Regions from separate parts of the Hordeum vulgare genome. Here region 2 is linked to region 1. The links are chromatin contacts, called in public Hi-C maps. All regions are on one chromosome and are shown on one strand. Each heading gives the region's core, a stretch centred on a gene start, on an enhancer-like site or on the middle of the called end of the contact. The rest is flanking DNA. Distances are from core to core; before and after follow the strand shown.

What was found. Hi-C and Micro-C count contacts between places; a contact is called where the count stands out from the background.
Region 2: a contact with region 1 is called in a Hi-C map of seedling, with 2.8 times the contacts expected there. The contact joins the promoter of LOC123398000 here to the promoter of LOC123452209 in region 1. A contact is called at or near these places in 1 of 6 Hi-C or Micro-C datasets (seedling) and 1 of 1 datasets of contacts at active chromatin or transcription factors (embryo).

Annotation. Positions count from the first base shown.
Region 1 is chr5H:358,805,033-358,810,087 of MorexV3_pseudomolecules_assembly, reverse strand. It overlaps LOC123452209 (protein RDM16), which reads right to left and starts at 2,525. Exons shown (of 6, transcript XM_045128820.1): 1 at 1,767-2,525; 2 at 1,055-1,327; 3 at 577-966; 4 at 302-496; 5 at 43-206. The coding sequence starts at 2,372.
Region 2 is chr5H:358,960,163-358,965,217 of MorexV3_pseudomolecules_assembly, reverse strand. LOC123398000 (FRIGIDA-like protein 3) reads left to right here and starts at 1,911. Exons shown (of 4, transcript XM_045092509.1): 1 at 1,911-2,192; 2 at 2,558-3,604; 3 at 4,392-4,561. The coding sequence starts at 2,569.

The DNA.
Region 1 (5,055 bases), core at 1,276-3,775:
AGGGGGTCTACAAACGATCAACAAAGTGAGGCAGCAGCAAACCATGGCTCAATGTCAGGAATCTCTTCCTTCTGCTTTCGCTTTGGAGGCCTTCCACCAGGAGCGATTTCAATTAGGTTCGGGTTCATGTCTACCTCGACCTTTGCCTTAGCAAGTTGAGCTTGCTTTACTTTGAGCTCTTTGGCTTGTGCTTCGCCAAATTGGTTCTGCACAATCAAACAATTATAAGTTTAGGTACCGAAGGTACAATAAACTAACACATGACTGTAATATATCCAAAAAGAGGTTGATCCTTACAGACCTTAATCCTCTGCAATTCAGCCTGCCTCGAAAGTTTGCCTTCCTCAATAAACTGGAATCCTGGCCTTTTAGGACGAAGGAGCTTAGTTGGGTTGATGCCCATCCTTTCATCAAAATGAACAGTAGCTTTTGCAAGCGACTCCAAGTCTGGTTTGATAATTTGGAATGCATCCTTCTTCTGCTTGTTAATGTTAACCTAGGATGAACCAAAAGTATTGGGTCAATGTACAGAACTACATATCGTCGTGAAATATATGCTAAGTTGCAGAAATTTACCTTTAGAGTACTCAGGTTGCTTGGTTTGGTCATGCTGATAACATTTCCATTCTCATCAATTTCCCTACCTTGAGCATCGAGTCGGAGAACAGGAGCCTTGGCAGGTCTTTGAGGAACAGTCAGTTCACCAGATGTACCAGGGAACATGTTGATAAGAGGTGCAAACTGTGGGTCCTGGCGAAATCCCATCTTAGCAGCAAGCTCTTGTGCTCGCTTCACAGCATCCAAATTGGGAATGTTGGTAAGCCCTGAAATGCCAGCAGAGACACTACTAGCGGGCAGTTCAGAAGATGCACCCACATGGACTGCAGATGCACTCGAGCCAGAAACAGACTGTGTTTCTTTCTTAGGAGTTTGTGTATCAGGAATAGGAGTGCCAAGTTTATTAAGCTGCATGGACAAACATGAGCTTAGAATGGTTACAAAAGTATAACAAGAACATTGAAGCAAAGGACTAATAATCGTTGAAATGCCTTACCGCAGGTAATCTCTTGAGCTTTTCTGATAATTCCTTCTTCAGTTGCAAAGCTTTTTTGGCTTTCGCTAAAGCATCAAGACTTAAGTTACTACTTCTGCCAGCGGATGAATTTGCAGTTCCATCTGTACTAGATTTTCCAGTAACTTCATCAGATCTAATACTAACTCCCCCATTTTCATTGGTGGTAGTAATCGAAGATACCTTTGAAGAAACAGGATTAGCAGATGGCACCGCAACAGCAGGTGCAGAATTGAGCGGCTGCTGAGCACCACCCTGCAAAATATAAGATGCAAAGTCAGCATAGGAATGGATCCAATTATGAACCTGAGATCAACGTCTTAAAGAGAAAACTAACTGTTGATCAAATTTCTTCCAAAGAAAACAGAAGTACTTGTTGGGTTTACCCTCATATATTCACTAAATAAGTACTCCCTCTAGTGATCTAAAAGATCTTATGTTAGTTTACAGAGGGAGTATCATATTCACCAATCACCAGCAATGTGCACTACGAACTACACAGATGCAACAGCATCCCTTTCTTACATTTTTATGAACTATACAAGTGAAAGTAGTAGGACAACTATCACAAACTACATAATTCTAGGTTCATCAAACTGGTACTCGAGCACATTAGGAATCACTTGCAAAAATTTCAGAAACATAAATCACATCACTACGCACAATATAAGAAAACAGCACAAAAAATTCTTACATTAGGGGCTGCGCCGCTCTGTGAATCTCCATTGGCACCTGACTCTACCTTCTTGTGCTCACGAGACGAACTGCCCTTTTCCCCCTTACCCCTCTCATCACCATACGCATCAACATCCTCAAACCTCCTGCGCTCTCGCCTTGGCCTTTCCTCCTTCCGCGGAGGAGGCTCCACTGAGGCCCTCGGCCGCTTCCCCCCTTCCCGGTCGGGCTCGTTGCTGTCGCGGCGGCCGCCGCCGCTGTCGTGGTCCTTCCGTTTCCGTGACGGCGGCGGCGGCGGCAGCGGCTCTCGGTCGGCGGAATCGCGGCGCTCAACGGAATCCCGAGGAGCGCGGCTCGACGACCGATCCCGCTTCGCGGTCGGTGGGGACTCGGAGGGGGAATGGGAACGGTGTCGGCGAGCACGGCGGCGGTCTTCCTCTACACCACCGTCGTCGTGGCGACGACGGCGGTGGTCGTCTTCGGCGTCGCGCTTGTGGTGGTGCTGATGGCCGTCGCTGTCGTGGCGGCGGCGTCGGTGGTGGTCCTCACCGCGCTCGTGGGTGGTGCGGCGGTCATCGCCGCGGTCGCGATCACGGTCGCGGCGAGAAGATCGGTCGCGATCCATGGGAGGGGATGGGGATGGGGTTAGGGGTGGAGTCGACTTCAGACGGACGGATGGGAGCAGCGCGCCGGAGATGGGGGCGCCGCGGTGCTAGGGTTAGGGCGTGGGGCGTCTGCTGGGCGCCGCTACTGGGCTGGGTGAGCGGGCCGGCCGGCCGATACGAATGCTTTGAGGCCTTGTAGGGGTTTAAGTTCTATCGATCGGAACTGGGAGGTGACGAGGAGGACTCCGGTCAGAATCAAAGTCGGTTGAGCAGTCAATTAGGATGAGAAATCTAATTCTCAGCATGGTATCTCATAAGAAGAAAACTCAGAATGCTCATCTGTTTTCTATGGAAATTTTAGTCCTAACAACAAACTTTGTCAATGCATCATCTCCAAAGGTCTCAGTGAGAAGGGAGGAATGATCTTGTCCCCCGTGGGATTTATGAAACTTAATGTGGATGCTTCTTTTGACCATAATCTGTTACGAGGCATGATGGGATAGTCCTTAGAGATGGTAAAGGAAGATTTATTGCAGGAGGAAACAACAAAATTGACTATTATGCGGATGTATTGATGGTTGAAGCACTAGCGCTCAAATTTGACCTAACACTGGCGCAAAAAGCGGGTTGCAATCGCCTCATTATTAACTCGGACAATATGGAGGTCATTGCGACAATGAAGGATGGAGGACGATTTGCGGGTGCGACGGCGGCAATATTCGATGATTGTTTTCATTATGCATGTGATTTTGTAGTTACTAGATTTGAACATTGTAATAGAGAAGCAAATAAAGTTGTTCATAAACTCGCTAGACTAGCAAGATTTTCTTAGACTTCTGAATGGTCTTAAGAACCATTAGTTGAAATTATAATGTTACTCATAAACGATGTTTTGGTTATCTCTAAGTTCATGTTTTCCTAAAAAAATGAGAAATAGATTCCCATTCAAAAAGAATGTTAAATCTAAATTCCCTTTAAAAAGAAAATGAGAAATCTAAACTCAAACTCTCTTTTTGGAAAAAATAATAATGCCCACCCGTGTGGACTTTTGTAATTTGCCGCACGCCTTCATTATCATTTATTTTGCCACGTCAAAACCGATGACATCAGCGAAAATCTTTTTTAATTTTTGGCTTAAAAAAGTTTTATCTTCTACTCAAAAAATCCAATTAAAAATTCATTTTCATCATTAAATCCGGCTCAACGAGATCTTTAAAATTAGATCTCATGTTGATATGTTTCATTGAAAAAAATTAGGCAACAGTTACCATGATGTTACACTGTAGTTGACATAGTGTTTACACTAAAATTGTCATGACAATGTTCATCTTTTTTTTCTAAATTTAAAGCTATCGGTATATTTTTCCAACTACTTTTTTATGACAATTTTATTAATTGACCATGGCAATTTTTAGTAATTAACCACAACAAATTTAATGCATGGATCATGGCAATTATTTATTAATCCATCAAAATTTACTTTTAAAGATAGAAGAAAAAAATACCTTAAACATATCATGGCAACTTCGCTGTAAACACCATGACGATTCATATGCAATAGACATGGCAAGTTTTAACCCAAAAAAAGTCACCGAAACATATTGATATGAGATCTAGTTTCGTAGACCTCGTCGCGATTGATTTAATGGTGAAAACGGATCTTCAATCGGATTTTTCATTTAAGAGATAAAACATTTTAAAAACTGGAAATCAAAAAAGATCCCCACATGCATGCACGCAGTGACGTGACGCAATCGGTGTGTTATAGGCATGTGGACGGATGTTTCTCCCACCATACGTGTGAGCGTTATCGTGACCCCTCTTTTTAGGGGAAATATCATATTTATATTTCGTGTGAAGGCGAGGATACATCGTTCGCTAGCACATCAAATAAAGAGGTTCGGACTGCTAAACAAGAGTTCGCGAATCCTCCACTATACGAGCCAGCAAATTCGCCATCATATTGGTTTCTCTAATGCAGTGGTAAAAACTATCGGAATTGAAATTTTTACACAAGAAAGTGCATTCCTCATAGATGGTCGTTGTCGGTCCCATCGAGTTGCCAGCGTTCTGCATCATTTCAATGTCCTCCATACAATCTACTTCAACCAGTAGACTGTTTCATCCAATGTCACTCACTAGGCTGAGCTCTTCCATGTGTTGATGAGCCTATGTTGTCACGAACAGGATGTCACTACAAGCCACTACTAGGAAGAAACCATTATCACTACAAGCCACTACAAGCATGCGAATTATCCAAACATCAAAATTTGTGCCATCGAAACTAAGAGTGTCAGTGAATCCTAAACCCCTAGTCGACATCCTTACTCTCTAGGTGGTTAAACCTAATAAAGAGAGACCTAGCTCTGATACCAATTGAAAAGGACGTGGATGTCGCCTAGAGGGGGGGTGAATAGGCGCTTTAAAATAGTTAAGGTTTAGGCTTGAACAAATGCGGAATAAAACTAGCGTTTAATATGTCAAGCACAAAACCTACAAACAACTAGGCTCACCTATGTGCACCAACAACTTATGTTAAGCAAGATAAACAACTAAGTGATAGCAAGATATATTACAATAAACAATATGTCTATCACAAAGTAAAGTGCATAAGTAAAGGGTTCGGGTAAGAGATAACCAAGGCACGGGGAGACGATGATGTATCCCGAAGTTCACACCCTTGCGGATGCTAATCTCCGTTAG
Region 2 (5,055 bases), core at 662-3,161, 160 kb before region 1:
AGCAGAACGACCGCCTCTACGTGAACTATCCAGAAGACTGAGGCGTGGTCGTGATCGTGGGCAAGCATGCAGGGTAGCATAGCCATTTCTCATGTTTTGTAGTCCGTAGCGGAACTACCTTGTGTGGATGCGTGATGTAACTCTCAGATTATTTATGAGATGGAAGTTGAATCCTTATTTGTCATTCTATTATTATGTTTGCGCTATGTTATCGTGCTTGCAAAACGCTTAGATGTGCTTCTTTCCTCTTTGGGTCCTCGTTCCCCTAAACCGGAAAGGACCGCATCTTAGTCGTTACACAGACCAAGTGGTTATAGTTGCAATGGGCGGATAAAAATAGGCCCTGGTCGGAGTTCACGTTCTATGTGCCAAAGGAGTACATGTAGCTATTTCAGACGATGACTCGAGCAGTCATTGGTGATGAGGAGACACACTATTCTAGGAGGATCGATGGCTCAACGGCTACCAGATGCACGAGCTTGTGCCATGGCTATATGAGCAGATTCCGGCTAGAACGAGGAGGTCAAGAACGGTTTATGAGGCCATTGCCGAGGGACGATGGGCCACATATATTGGGCCAACCATGGGCGCGGAAGTCCTAGAGGAGTACATCGGCATCTGGCCTATGGCCGCGATGGTCCAGCTGGACGATCGGTCCAGTGATCGTATCACCTGGTCCTGGGAGAAGGATGCAATTTTTTGCCAAGTCGGCCTATGTGACCAAGTTTGCAGGTCGGGAGGTATCACCCATCACAGCATTCACATGGCGCTTGCGGACCCCGCTCCGATGCAGATTCTTCGCATGGCTAGCGATCATGAACTGATGCTGGACTTCATATAGATTGTCACGAAGGGGGTTGCCGCTCCAAGACGTGTGCCCTTTCTGCGATAAGAACAACGATACGATTGACCATCTACTCATTGAGTTCGTTCTAGTGCGGGAAGTATGGGCCAAGGGCTTCACGTCCCTAGGCATTTCGCACGGTACGCCACGAGCGGGAGAGACACTGCCTCACTGTTGTGCTAGGCAGGGTATGCGGGGGCATTGAGCAATAACGATAGGTACCTTATGCCTCCTTGCCATATGGGAACTATGGAAACACATGAATGCCATAGTCTTAGACGGAGCGACGGCCTGTCTGTTGCGGGTTCTACTCCGGATTGCGAGTGAAAGTAAGATATAGATGCACGCGGGACTAATACGTGGTGAGTTGGATGCGTTCTTTGTGGCGGCGCTGGAATGGACATAAGGCGAGTAATCCAAATAGTTCATACGAGGTGGACAATGACGTAAAAAAGAACGAGACCAACCCGGGCTAGACTAGCCGGATGACATTTTTTATTGAAGAAAACTCCGTGAGCACCGAGCGCTCGAGCCAAGACTCGAACACTGATGGGCTGGCTGCGAACTTCCGCACCTTGCCAACCAAGCTACACTCCGTTCTCCTTTTAAACGAGACCAACCCGGACTAGACCAGCTTGTTGGCATTTTTTTATAGAAGAAAACTCTATGAGCACCGAGCGCTCGAGCCGAGACTCGAACAGTGATGGGCTGGCCGCGAATTCCCGCACCTTGACCAACCCGGACTAGACTAGCCTGTTGGTAATTTTTTGTAGAAGAAAACTTCATGAGCACCAAACGCTCGAGTCGAGACTCGAACATTGGTGATTTGGGTGCGAACTCTCACGTCTTGCCAACTCAGCTACGTTTCGTTCTCATGAACGACGACGTAACACCATCTAACACCATCTAATCTTTTGTTGTAACTGAACTGTGAAAATTTATTTCTCTTTTCTTCTATAATAAACTTCTCCCGTTTCCATAATTGCCCCCCCCCCCCCCCCCCCCCCCCCAAAAACAACATACTGCTGCACAGTCCACGGCTCCACGCTACTCCGGTCGCTTGCTCTAGTCACTAGCAGCTAGGCCCCATGACTTTCCCCGCGCACTGGTTGCTGCCCTCGCCTCCGCATCCCACCGCCTAGTTCTCCTCGTCTCCATCCCCATCCCCCAAAAAGCAACACTCCACGCGACCTCGCCTAGGGTTTGCTCTCCTTTCCTCCCCCGTCCAGCCCTTCCCCAATCCGCCTTCCACCCCCTCGATCTCCTCCCCCAGCCGCCGTAGGCGGAGGCGGGGGCGGGGGCGAGCAGCGACGGCAAGCTCGTCCAACGCCTGCCCGCCTCGGTTAAAGTAAGTGGCCAGTTTCTTCTCCCTAGTCTCAGATCTAGACGTCTGGGGTGCCATTTTCTACTCGATTGCATGGTGCGAGAGCGGCGGGGGTAGGTAGCCCTTGATTGTCTGGCCCAACGAGGCATCCATGCTCCGCCCGAAGGGAAGACGGCTACCGCTTCCTTGTACTCTTTTCTTGTATGTGGTACAGCACTAGAAGCCGAATTGGTGCCTAGCCTTGTTTCGCTGTCCTTGCTAACAAGGTCGCGTGTAAGATAATTGATTCAATTCGATGGAAACATGTGAAATTTAAGCTCCGTTGCTTCGATTGTGTGTGCCGTTTGGATGAAGTATATTAACTGATTGTGTTGTTGCCTCCCATGCAGAGTCTGTCACCATGTCTGACATGGAGTCCGTGGCTACCCTTATGGAGTCCACAAGCTTGAAGATACAGCAGCTTCAGCAAGCATTTGCTGAACTTGAGAGCCAGAGTGCTGTTACCATGAACTTCAAGTGGAAGCAACTCGAGGACCATTTCCGTGGCCTTGAGCAGTCGCTCAAGAAAAAGTTTGATGAGCTGAAAAAGCAGGAGAAGGAGTTCCAGGAGACAGTCGCAAAATCGGAGAAGATGCTGGAGCAGCAGGAGGCTGTTGTGGTGGCTAAGGAGCTGACTTCTCTGGAAAGGCTGCAAGAGAAAAGAGATGCTGCATTAGCTATGATCTTTGGCAAGTCCAAGCTGTCGCTAAACACTAATTATATCACCCCAATGAATAAGCCACAGGGTAATTATACTGTGGGTACTCTTGATGTGAAGTGGCCGAAGCATTCTCCCGAAGGAAATGCACGATTGCAAGATGGCAATGCTGCTGTGAAGCCTCGTTCTGAACTTGCCATTCTCTGCGAGGAGATGAATGTTAAAGGGCTTCATAAGTTCATATCAGACAACAGAAAGAACTTGACGTCTATTCGTGAGGAAATCCCGAGTGCACTCAAGGGAGCATCGCAACCATATGTCCTGGTGTTGGATTCCTTGGAGGACTTCTATTCTGGAGATAATCTGGTGTTGGATGGGAAAAAGGATGGAGACCTTCTGGGTGTAAGAAGGACGTGCCTTATGCTGATGGAGTCTCTTGTACAGCTGCAAGCTGATGACATAACCGGCTTGTTGTCTGAGGGGCAAATGTTTGCAACAAATGTCAAAGATCGGGCCAAAAAGATTGCATTTGAATGGAAGTCCAAGTTGGACAGTCTTGACATTGATGCTAGCAATGGAAACTGCCTGGAAGCACATGCATTTCTTCAACTGCTTGCTACCTTCGGTATTTTTTCTGAATTTAATGAAGATGAACTTTGCAAACTACTTCCTTCTGTTAGTCGACGTCGTCAAACACCTGAGCTTTGCCGACTGCTTGGGTTGTCACAGAAGATGCCAGGTCAGTGCAATGATGAACTAATCATGCATCTATCGCCAATAAACATTGTTTATGATGATGAATTAATGATACTGTTTCGTCATGCCAGTTCAAATGCTAATTGAATGTTGTTTTCACTTGGATAAATCTTAGTTTTCCAACTTGTCTAACATATTTGCTGGTCCTGAGTTCACTGAACATATGTGCAAACTCAAAAGCATAATGGTTTCTTGTACTAGCACCTCCAGAAGTTCTTTCAGATTCCCGTAATTGCTACTTTTGCTGTTACAACAACTTACAGGCAATGCACATCAGCTACATCTTAACCCGTTAATCTTTTCTTTGCTTGCACTACTGCTTGTAAAGCATGCCCATATTCTTGAATAATTGATCTGAAAAATTACTCTCCATAATTTCTGTTCTGTTTTGTCTAATGTGTGGTTGTGGTGCATATGTTGTGTAAGTACCACTGAATCACAAGCCTCCCCCCCAAAACCCACCCACCTCCACACACAACGGATACCTGCTGTTGTTGGACTGTCTTACAGATTATGTACCCTGAAGCATTTCTGTATCATATTTATGTATTTGATTAGTAAATGTATGTTGTGCAAACTGCAAACATTCCGTCTACTCTTTCATCTGTTTGATAAGATCAGCATTTGTTTGCCATGCCCTCTGAGCCCTTGTCTTAATTGTTCATTTTCTTAGGGATTTTCTATGTCTGCTATGCTATTTGCCTTTTCTCATGCATGCTGATTTTTCTCTTGACAATAATTGATTCACTTATGGTGTTTCTTGAGGACAGGTGTCATTGGAGTTCTGGTGGATAGTGCAAGACCAATTGATGCAATTAACTTGGCCTACGCATTTGGGCTCACTGAACAGTTTGAGCCAGTGCAATTGCTGAAAGCATATCTGAGGGAGGTCAAGAAGGTGTCACATGGCAAGAACGGAAAAATGTCTCCCGGAGCACAGGTGTGCTTCTAGCTATTTCAGCAAAAGCATATGATGTCTATCATGCATATTTTTTGCTGCATGAATAGTAGAATACAATAAACTGGGCCTGCACTTCCACCAAATTACCAATTACTGAAGTGGACACCAGTTGTTTTTTTGTGTTATCTTCCTTTTGAAGTTTGATTAACCATTCTGCTACTAACCAAAGTTGCTTGCCCATCATGCTATGTTACTCAGGATATTTTTAAATAGCTGTGATACCCAGATACTGTTCAGTTTTTTTTTTGTGTGTGTGTTCGTGGAAGGGCTTTGTTTTCATCTTGTCTAATTGTTCTATGATGAGACTAAGCCACTTCCACTTTTCGCGCTACTATTACCAGATATCTATTGATACTAACTAACTTTTATGGTTCAGAGTGTCGGGGGAAGCTCCTTGACTGTTTGCAGTTATTAGTGGTGTAGTGGTTCAAAATTCTATTAATAGGTTACTTATAGTAGTACTTAAGTAGATC